2 separate regions of the Sorghum bicolor genome follow, and region 2 is linked to region 1. The links are chromatin contacts, called in public HiCAR-type maps. All regions are on one chromosome and are shown on one strand. Each heading gives the region's core, a stretch centred on a gene start, on an enhancer-like site or on the middle of the called end of the contact. The rest is flanking DNA. Distances are from core to core; before and after follow the strand shown. Region 1 holds the start of LOC8062707 (NDR1/HIN1-like protein 1). Region 2 holds the start of LOC8062716 (40S ribosomal protein S4).

Region 1 (5,882 bases), core at 2,091-4,590:
CTGAATATAGGACTGGTAAGGCAGAGTTGCGTGGTGATGTCTTGCTATGTTCCTAACCCACCTTAGCAAAGTCTCTTGTGTATGGATACAAGTTAAGTCATGACTATGATTACTAAATATAATTGCACTAATTAAGGTAGCTCGATGGCCTATAGTTCGAATAATCCTAGGAGTTAGTCTTTATTTTCTAGTTCTTTCTAGAATCACACCCAGTAGGAAATGCTCTGTGGAACCTTTTGAGATATGTTGACTTGTTATTAATTATCCTTATTTATAATATGATTGATCCCTGTTTCGAGTATTGATCTAGTGGAACTCTTATCACAAGTGGAAGATATAGCTTTTATACCTCCGAGTGCCTTCCTAGTGGTAAAATTATAAATAACGATACCTGGAACTTTCCTGGGTGAAATGCTTTAACGGGTGTATTTTATCTGTGCGCTTGCCGATAACCTTCATTCATTTTCTATAGTGCCATGGTCATAAGTACACCCACATCTTTTGGTATTGTGTTGGGGATGACAACCTGACTTAAGCAATGCTAAGAGATGTCCTGAATATTTCTTTACTAAGATATGGTTTGAATTTCTTATTTGTAATCATATTAGAAATATCAACATACGTCGTTTTCTTCCATGGAAGCATCCATTGATCGGTCTTCTCTCCTTTGCGTGGCGTGCTCTTTCTAGGTGTAAAACTTTAACCTTGTGGTTAGGCGCTGATGGCATTGGGTTTCTCCTTAGAAGCTCATGCTTGCCAGTTTGTGCTGGCCGCCACCATCGTGGTGAGCAAGCTAGAGGCCTAGCTGAAGATTCAAGTTTCTGGTGCCCACTGTGGCGGAAGATGGTCCGAAAGAAAGCACTTGGCTCAACAAATGAAATGTTTCACATCTGTTTGGTAGTTTGGTGAGTTGTGACCAGGAAGTTGGCGAGGATGCTAGTGTAGGAGACGCCCACAGAGTTAGCGAAGAGGCTAACATGGGAGTGGCAGCCAACAGACTTGTGTTGACAAGGTGACCTGCATGGTGTGGCAGCAAGCGATCCCGCTCAGCTACGACTGTTTCAGCAAGGAGGCTTCTGACCAATAGCCGAAAGGCATGTGTGGCACTTCTAACTTCGACGAGACAACTAGGCTACTAGAAGCTGTGGTGTGCGTGTGGATCTCGATGGGTGGGGTCGGCTTGGTGTGCGCCTGAGGCACCTCTCCCGCATTAGTTTGGTAGCTTGCAGCGGCTTGCGGCGGGTAGCTCTACTTTACAGTGGCTACTCCAGTGTGGGACAACATCTTAAGAGACCGTGCAAGGAGATCTAATTTTAGAAGGGCTACTCGACTTGTAGCATAATAGAGCGGCTAGCCTTGCTTAGCAGTTGGCTACTCCGCAACGGCGCAAACAGTGACGAAGGTATTTTCATCTTGACGGCTTTGTCTTTTAAGGGTGGCGGTGCAGTGTAGTGCCAGTTTCATGGTGGTTTGGTGGCAGTGAAGCGTGCGTTGTTCGAGTAGCGGCTTGTGTCAACGTCCTATTCCGACCGACCAAGTAGTTTTTTTCTTCTTTGAGTCAGGGACTCAGGGTTTGAGTGCACGTTGGTGTCCCAATCCAACCAACTGGAGTTGTACCTGTTTATTTTTGTCCAATCAACTTTCATCTATTTTTTAAAATAGTCTACAGCTCTCATGCTTCATTCGTTTCAAAGAAAAAAATGCACGTGCTCAATTTGCAACATTGCGCGACCGTAAGTTGCAGTGCTCAAAATGCACGTGCTGCTTCCACTAGTTTAGCTTTCTGTACTGCATGCTAAATTGTGAGGCTCATAGATCTTGAATATAAACTCCAATTTACTTTCCTATTTAAATGATATATGTCACTGCTCCTGCTAATAATTTGTTTTTTAAAAAAATTGCTCAGGCTGCAGAGTGGCCTTGATAGTTTGCTGGGCCTTTATAATCTCTTTCATGGGTGCCCGGGTTGGGCCATCGGCCAGCCTGAACACGATTCCACCGTGGGCCGCGCACCTGCCGCTGTTTATTCTCTCCGGGCGCCGGCACGGCTCGGAGACACTCGCACATTCCCACGGAAGCGGAGGGAAAGAAAGCTCCAAAAACCACCGTCTGCTCTTGGCCAACATCGGCGGCAGAGTGCCGCTCAAGCTGCGGACATAGCTGAACACCATTGCTGTTATTTCACGACCAACAAAGCACCACTGCTATCAAAGCATTACATTACAAACTCCTTATTTGTTTCTAGCGTGTACATGTAATTTTGTTTTTGCATATACAGATCACATACGCAACGACGGAGACATTCACGCATCTGCACGTAGGTAGATTTGCTATAGTATGTATATATTCTGCTCTTAGACGTCCACACGACACGAGATGAGGAGGTGATGATCCGATCGATCACATATTCACATGTCGACGTTGCAGTTGGGGTCGCCAAGAATCGGCGCCTGGGGCACACCACCACCACCACCGGTGGCGGCGCCGGTCCCCCCGATCTTGCGTACGCCGAGGAGGACGTCGCAGCGGGCGTAGAGCGAGTGCCACCCTCTGTGGAACGGCCCGTGCACGAACCGGACGCGGCCGAGCAGCACCACGCGGAGCGGCAGCACGGCGTTGGCCACGTCCGTGGCCAGCGCCGCCGCGGCGTCGGGCGACACGGGCACGGGCGGGCCCCCGACGCCTGCTCCCAGCACGGGCGCCGTCGCCACGGCGGTGCCGGCGTCCTGCGCCAGCGGGGGCATCGGCGTGGGCGCCGTCAGGGCCTCCCCGTGGTACGCCACGTACGCCTCCAGCCGGTCGTACCGCGCCGCCGACCGACCTCTCGGGTTGCCGAGGACCAGCGTGAACTGGAACGACGCGGCCAGCAGCGCCGCGGGCGCCGCGCCTGCGGCGGCGGCGTTGTTGTTGGTGCTGGCGGTGGCGTTGTACAGGTCTAGGACGGCGGCCGAGGTGACGGCGAAGGTGGGGTGGGACGGGCGGTACACGACGTAGAGCACCAGCAGGGTGATCCCGACGGCGAGGAGGAGGACGAGGACGGCGAAGCAGAGGGCACGGACGGCGCCACCGCCGCCGCCGTCCCCGTATCCGCCGTAGTAGTAGCTGTACCGGGAGCGGCCGCGCGAGCCGGGCTTGACGTCGTCGGCGTAGACCCCCTTCCTCCCGCCTTTGTGGTGGTGGTGGTCGGGGTGCTCCGGCGGGAGGTGGTGGTGCTCGGCCATCTTCTGCACTTGCGTAGGCTTGACAACCTCTGAGCTCTCGGGGCAAGTGGTGTATGTACAGAGTACACTACAGACTGTGGAAGGTGTGGGCAAGAGTCGGCTTTGAAAGGGAGAGAGAGTGACGTGCGCTCCCTTATCGGCATGCATGCGCGCCCGTCAGCCGTCAGGGTATGTAGGCACCGCTTGCCGCGAAATCTTGGAGCTGGGTCGGCAATCTTTGTTTGGATCCATGCACTGCTCCAGCTGTGTTCAGCTTCCCATCCACTGAAATGAAAATGAACAGATACAGCAGAAAAACCGTAGTCACCTGTGGATCATGTGGTGATTTTTAATTTGACTCCATGGGAATATAGGATATAACTGTGATTCTGTGTGAATTAAACTATATACTTCACGGCCCATGGATCAATTCGAATTTCTTTGTTCCAGCGAATGATTCAACCGAGGGCACAAATTCATAATTCAGACATCTTTCAAGTGCTCCAAAGGTTGTGTAGTCAAACTATATGTAGCTGTTTTTTTGTTCAGAGGAGCATGTAGAGTGACCTGCAGGACACAGTAGGAAGACTCGTAGGGTGCTCACAGAAGAAGCCAAGAAATGCCGCAACATGGAAATGGACACTACCATTGCAAACTAGCAGCAGGATATATACACTACAAAGCTGTTACATAGAGTGCACTCAAGCGCAGGGCGAGGCAGTGTTGATGGCGGCGACTGCAGACTGCGCCTCTAGCTGGAACACCTGCGCCATCGTCAACCTGGCTCGGCCAGTTGCCTCAAGCTCCTCCTCATTGTTGGCAATGGTGGATTGAGCTCCCCTCAGCGCCTCTCTGGTTGCCTCAAGCTCTCCTCTTGCTTGTTTCTTAGCTTCTTGGTAAGCTCTGTTGAATATATATGTTCCAAATTTAATTGCACATTACAAAGGCCGATTTCTGCCGGAGCGAAGCGGAGGCCCGTCGCCGGAGGCTTGGTATGGTACATATACCTAAATTAGGGTTCCACTGAAGATATGATCTTGTAAGCCGCCGCACGGCGTTGTAACCCGACTCTTGATAATAGTGAGGAGTGTTTGCTGGCTGACGCCCGTGGTTTTTCCCCTTCGCATTGGAGGGGTTTTCCACGTTAAATCTTGTGTCTCCGCTGTGTTTTTGATTTTGTGTTCTTCGTCGTTTATCCGCCGTCATTCACATCAAGCTCCTGATGGAACTTGCTTCTCCAGGGTCTGATGTCCGAACACCCAAAGCGACTGATGCCTGAATCTGTTAATTGTGGGGTCAGCACATGAAGAGCTATTAACTTATACAAAAGTATCTTTTAAGCTAGACAGATAAGCAGTGTCATACTTATGGAAGGATAGATTAGAGTCCTTCACTTGCTCCTTGGACCCATATGAAGTGGTATCTCCATGACCCACATGAAGTAGAGTCCTTCACTTGTTGCACGACCCTGATGAAGTGGTATTTCCATGACCCACATGAAGTAGTACCTCTGTGCATATCATGGTTAGCCTCAAGCAAGTGGGTGCATTGAATGGAGCAGGAGGAAAATTGAATGAGCATGCATACAGCCACCATCTAAAACTATAGGTGCATTTTGCATGCAGCATACATGCAGCGTCGTCCAAAACTATATGTGTCGTTTGCGTGTAGGAATTTACCAAGAGAATTTATATCATTGCTCCTTTTCCTTTTACGTAGCCTCAAGCAAGTGGATGCATTGAATGGAGCAGATGGAAAAGTGGATGAGCACCATCCAAAACTTTGGATGTACTTTATATGCAGCATGCATACAAGCAACTATTGGTGTCCTTTGCATATAAGAATTTACCATGGGGATTTACATCGTTCCTATTTTTCCTTTTATGTGTAGGAGATTATACCGCTGCCGAATTTTTGCATGGAGGAAAGTAAACTCAGGTGAGACAATAGCAAGGACTTGTTTATTGTCACACAAAAAAATGTTGGTTAGCAAGAATGCAGATCGCCTTTAGCCAATGTGCTAGATTTGCATGCGTGCACGTGTGCTCTGTAGGCTACGTAAAAATTATAGCTGCTCTTACCGTCTGAATTTACTGTGAGCATCTGCACCATGGTAATAGTCCTGTCCGAAACCATAGCTTTATGTGCACAGAATTTACTATTCAACACGAACGATTTACAATTACTGATCACCACAGATTTACATCACCTATTCTTCAGAAGTTACATGTACCTAAAGACAATGTAAAGACAATCTGGTACATTTCCCTGCGCAGGTGTTCCCTAGGCTATATAAAAATTCTATATGTTGTCACCATTTGTACACCCTATATACCTAATAGTGCTCTTTTATATTTTGTTGGAGGTTAGGTTGTACATCTTTTACACCATGCATGGTGATTCTTATGTGGCTTTGGTAAAAAAACTTGTGGACCGTATAGGCTAAGAGTAATTTGTGCCATCTACTGGTTCGCCTCTTTGCTATCAGTGCATGAAGACTGACCCCCTCTTCGAGAAACATGCATCAACATTTGTACTCACACACTCATCTGAGCGTGCATGCACATGTTGTCTAGGTTGGGCCCCACCACTACGGGAGGCGCTGGCTTCCCCTAGTGCCAAATGCACTCGGGGAAGGCCCAGATGCACTCGGAGAAGCCTTCCCCGAGTGCAACACTCAGG
Region 2 (5,268 bases), core at 2,431-4,930, 140 kb before region 1:
CGTATCTCTTTCGAACATATATGACCCAATGGCATGAGGGGTTATACCTTGGGTGGCGGTGAAGTCAGGCTAGCGGGGCAAGAGCGGGTCGGTGCAATGGCGAGGTGACACGGTGCAGGCAGACCCGTGGCGCGGAGGAAGACAATCGGGTTGGCTGTTGACAAAAGCTAAAAGAAATATTTTTCCAGAGCACGGACAAGATGGTCAATGCTATCAAGGGGTTGTTCATCTCCTGGTATGCTGCCGAGAAAAGCTAATCCATCTTTGTTGTTTTTCCTTTTGTCCTTCTGAAGTTCTTTATAATACACTCATGTTATTCCTTCTTTTCTTTTTCAGTGATGTGCCAATGGCACAGTTCATTGTTAATTTGAATGCTTCCATGCCTGCATCAGAGAGATTCATCGTGCACATGCTTGATCCCACACACATGTTTGTTCAGCCTCATGTGGCAGAGATGATCAGAAGCAAGATAGCAGAGTTCTGGGATCAGAACAGCTATGAGAAACCTCAGTAAAGCATCACCCTACCGTGCATTTCCGTTGTCACCGACCATTTGGAGATACTGGCTCATGTCAGGAATAGATGGATGGCATCCTCCATCCCCCTCCCCTCGAGATGATCTATTTGCATATTGTATTATATTATATATATGCTGGGAGCCTGTGAATTGTTGCGTCCCCAGACTCTTTGGTGAAGCTTTTATGCATCACTTTGATTTGTAAATTGTTGCGTCCCCAGACTCTTTGGTGAAGCTTTTATGCATTATTACTTTGCGTGTGTTGAATTGTTTATGAGTATTCAGTTGGGGGCAGAATGGCACAGAACTACAGTCTATCGTGTGGCCAACATGCTAATGTTTCCGTTGGAAAAATATAGCTGGAAATTATTCAGTTTCAAAAAGAATCTGCTAGTCCACACTAAAGCTCTGCACCAATGCTATCATCAAATGAAACACAAACATGTATATAGCAGATAAACAAGCCACACATGTACTACAGGGCTAAACCTAACATGGATGGAGGTGCTTCAGGGAGCAGAACAAGTAGAATAGCATCATAACAAGTGAACAAAGGTCGCCAAACTTGTAATGTTTCATTTGCTCAATAAACGAAAACTCATGATAAATATAGTATCCAAATCACAAAGGGGGGAAAAAAAGAAATGTGAACCAGCAGCTTCGGTGTTCAAAACAGCTCCATGATAACACTAGTGTACCATTAGTCTCATGTCTGCACCTATGGAAAATGCTTACAGCAATGGTTTATCTGTAGCTAAGTTGTGAGAATCAAGCCTCAGCAGCAGCCTCAGCATTGCGCTTCCTTGCCTCCTCAATGATGCTAAGCTTGATACCCTTGCCCTTGGGAAGAGACACCCACGGTTTCTTGTCCTTGCCAATGGTGAACACATTGCCCATGCGGGTGGCAAACTGGTGGCCAAGGGAATCCTCAACGTGGATGGTCTCGAAGCTGCCCTTATGCTTCTCCCTGCTCTTTATCACCCCAACACGCCCAGTGTTCCTTCCACCAGTCACCATCACGACATTCCCAACATCAAACTTGATGAAGTCAACAATTTTGTTGGTCTCCAGGTCGATCTTGATGGTGTCGTTGGCCTTGATGAGGGGGTCTGGGTAGCGTATTGTGCGGCCATCATAGGTGTTCAGGAAAGGGATGCCCTTCTGCCCAAATTGCACAGACCGCACCTTGCACATCTTGAACTGCACAACAGTTCCCATCATTAGATGACATTAAGCAAATTTTGCAATGGACTAAAGGAAAAATAATATTTCAGGAATCAAACTACAAACAAACATGGAGAAACTACATTGGCACAAAGGGGCGCCATATTTGCTCCATTACACAAACATAAGCTGCAGGGAAGCTATTAATTTCAGATAAAAATCCTTGCACACATGAAAACACATACAAATTGGATGTCTTACCACAGTTACTTGGTTAAAAGCAACAAAATAATCGCATCATTTCGTAGGTATAGATAAACAGTGACAGCACAGACCATCAAAAGCAGGGAAAAAAAGAATACTTCTATTGGAAGCTGTGATGCATTACCTTGGCCTCATCATCCCTGATACTGTGGAGACGGAAGCGTCCCTTGGTATCATAGAGAAGGCGGAAATTTTCCCCAGTCTTCGGAATTGACACAACATCTGCAGGATTCAGGTAAACAATAATTTAATCTGTAACTTGCAATAGCCATGATAATAGACATATGCCCAAAATAACATCTGGCACGCAACCTACCCATGAATCCAGATGGATATGTCTTATCAGTCCTGACCTTTCCATCAACCATAACAAGTCGCTGCATCAAGATTGAAATGACTTCACGGTAGGTCAGGGCATACTTCAACCTGTTCCTGAGGATGAGGATCAAAGGCAAGCACTCCCTGGCTTTGTGGGGACCAGATGAAGGCTTGGGTGCCTGCTCAACAGAAAAAAACACGAATGAGCACAGAGGAACCAGTATCTGGTAAGTAATTGAACATCATATTACAAGTCTAAGACAAACATACAAATGCTCCACCAAGCTTGTCAAGCATCCAATGCTTCGGAGCATTGAGCCTCTTCAGATGTTTCTTCAAACCCCTCGCCTGTTAAGTGTTAACAACAGGGAAATTAACAAAACTCTACAAGCCATAAGATGATGTTGAATAAAGCTAACACTGATTATATGCAGAAACAAAAATAGCAAATTATGAACAAAGACAAATTGTTTTAAACTCCTTGAACATCTTGGGACATAATGGCCGAAGAAAAAGCAAATAGCATAACCACAGCACTAAATGAGAATTGGTTTCGACAGGACAAGAAAAACAATTCCTAATACTCCACAACAGAATTGGCTGATACTAGTGGACTAACCAAACAGAATTGGCTGAAATTGACAATCAAATTATATTTTGTAAAACAAAAGCTTGCCCTACCATTCTGTTTCTCTACAGCTCCATCATGATGCCGGTAACAGAATCCGATCACACCTAGACTAATCACTGCTCAACCCATAGTATAATTCAACTAAAATTAGAAAAAATAACTACATTAAAAGAGAAAATTATTGCCATCGCATCATAAGATCTATGGAGAAGCACTAAAACAAAGGAAGCAATCTCATCTACATATCTAACTAGCCATGATACATCAAACATCACAGGAAGCAATCTCATCTACATATCTAACTAGCCATGATACATCAAACATATATAGATCCAATCTGAATGGACTCTGTCCACAGAGCAAATATAAGCCAAACGCGTGACCTAACGAACACTACACAAACGATGAATCAAGAACTCGGAACAGGTAATCATAACAGGCAACGGACAATACAATGCACACATTCCTAAGGTTACCCGGCGACTCGCTGAATCGAATCAAGAACCGATCATATAGTAAACGGTGAACCGAAGGGGAAAACAACTACCCCGAAAAAAAATCAGAGAACAAAAAACCGATGGAAACAAGTACATAACAATAGTGTAGAACGCAAAGGCTTCCGCAATCTTACCATCTTGCTCGGTGCCTACGGCTCCTTCGCGGGCACGAGCGGACGAAAGATGGCGGCGGCGGGGCGAGCTCGCTGCGCGGGTGTGCGAAGGTGCTAAACCCTAGGAAATGCGACGGCGGAGTGGGAATGAGACCTCTTTATTGCCCGAGCCTGTGCTAGTGGCCGTCTGATGTGGCGTTAACGGCGCAGATCTGTGTTGTGGAGCTTTTGGGCTCTGGGTTGGAGCGGGCCAACACAAGTGAGGATTTCGGAAGGACTCCCAAAAAAAAAGGACAAGGGACTGCATGCATACTGGGCGTGCGGATGGGCTTGACACCAAATTATACGGGCCAAGAAGGCCGAGAAGGCCCACGTGTATCATGTGGTTTTCTTTTTCTTTTCGTTTTTCTAATCCTCAATTCTTATTCTCTATCTCTAGAAAAAACAATCCTCAACTTCGTGCGTTGTAATGGGAGAAAAACATCAAATGACTATAGAAAGTGATGACATAATATTGCATATCTATTTATATTTATATTTTTTATAAAATTTAAAGTCCACAATTTATTTTATTGATAACCATGACATCTATGGTATTAGATAGTTAATATTTATAATAATATGTATCTTAGAGACATATTTATTTAATAATAAAAATAGAAATTAGGCAAACCTTATCTTACTCTAATATTATCTCTTAATATACATTAGTATTATATTAAAACATGAGAAGTTTGTTGCTAGCTTTATTTTTTATTTAGATCGGGATTCCTATGAAATATGATATATCAGTTAAATGTATGTAGATTATGAACACATGGGCTTATAAAGTGTTCATATGACATAACAACACATCGTGCAAAGGTAGTGGAAGCATTTTTTTTATTTTTACATACTTAAATTGATTGTAAACTATTTAGCAAGCATAAATCTAGGTAAATTAGTAAATTAGTGAGATATGCAGGAATGGTGCTAAAACTTTTGCCACAAATCAAGCATCATATTAAATAGCCTACCATAAAATTTTCATAATAATTGGAGCAAGATAACTACAATTTTAATTTTACATTGAAAAGCATAGGCAAGCATCTCCAGCAAAAAAAGTACTAAAATTTGTGATATTTTTTATTTACTGCATGGATCTACATATGTGGAGCTGAACAAATTTTATTTTGTAATTTTTAAATTTTCTATGAATTACTACGCATTTATCAAATTTAAGCCGATTTAAATGTATGTAGATTATGAAAACATAGACTTATAAAGTGTTCATATGACATAAGAACACATTGTGCAAAATGTAGTGGAAGCATCCTTTTTTATTTTTACATTGTAAACTATTTAGCAAGCATAAATCTAGGTAAATTAGTAAATCAGTGAGATATGCAGAAATGGTGTTAAAACTTTTACCACAAATCAAGCATCACATTAAATAGGCTACTATAAAATTGTCATGATAATTGGAGCAAGATAACTACAATTTCAATTTTACACTAAAAAGCATAGGCAAGCATCTACAGCAAAAAAAAATACTAAAATTTATGATATTTTTTGTTTATTGCATGGATCTACATATGTGGAGCTGAACAAAATTTGTTTTGTAATTTTTAATTTTTTCTATGAATTACTATGCATTTGTTAATTTTCAGCCGATTTAAAGAATAAAAGAAAAGTAAACTAATAGGACAAACACTTTGCACCTAGGCCCCTATACTTTTCTTATTCTCAACATGCTCTGATGTGTATTGTCAATAATTGTTAATA

What was found. HiCAR-type assays count read pairs that join an accessible place to other places.
Region 2: a contact with region 1 is called in a HiCAR-type map of leaf, with 9 times the contacts expected there. The contact joins the promoter of LOC8062716 here to the promoter of LOC8062707 in region 1. A contact is called at or near these places in 2 of 4 Hi-C or Micro-C datasets (both in leaf) and 1 of 1 datasets of contacts at active chromatin or transcription factors (leaf).

The regions. Positions count from the first base shown.
Region 1 is chr9:45,624,087-45,629,968 of Sorghum_bicolor_NCBIv3, reverse strand. It overlaps LOC8062707 (NDR1/HIN1-like protein 1), which reads right to left and starts at 3,340. Exons shown (of 1, transcript XM_002439624.2): 1 at 2,177-3,340. The coding sequence starts at 3,221. The coding sequence ends at 2,409.
Region 2 is chr9:45,762,871-45,768,138 of Sorghum_bicolor_NCBIv3, reverse strand. It overlaps LOC8062716 (40S ribosomal protein S4), which reads right to left and starts at 3,680. Exons shown (of 5, transcript XM_002439633.2): 1 at 3,526-3,680; 2 at 2,534-2,611; 3 at 2,262-2,442; 4 at 2,070-2,167; 5 at 1,064-1,717. The coding sequence starts at 3,528. The coding sequence ends at 1,286. It overlaps LOC8062717 (RNA polymerase II transcription factor B subunit 5), which reads left to right and starts at 201. Exons shown (of 2, transcript XM_002440936.2): 1 at 201-235; 2 at 337-1,245. The coding sequence starts at 201. The coding sequence ends at 514.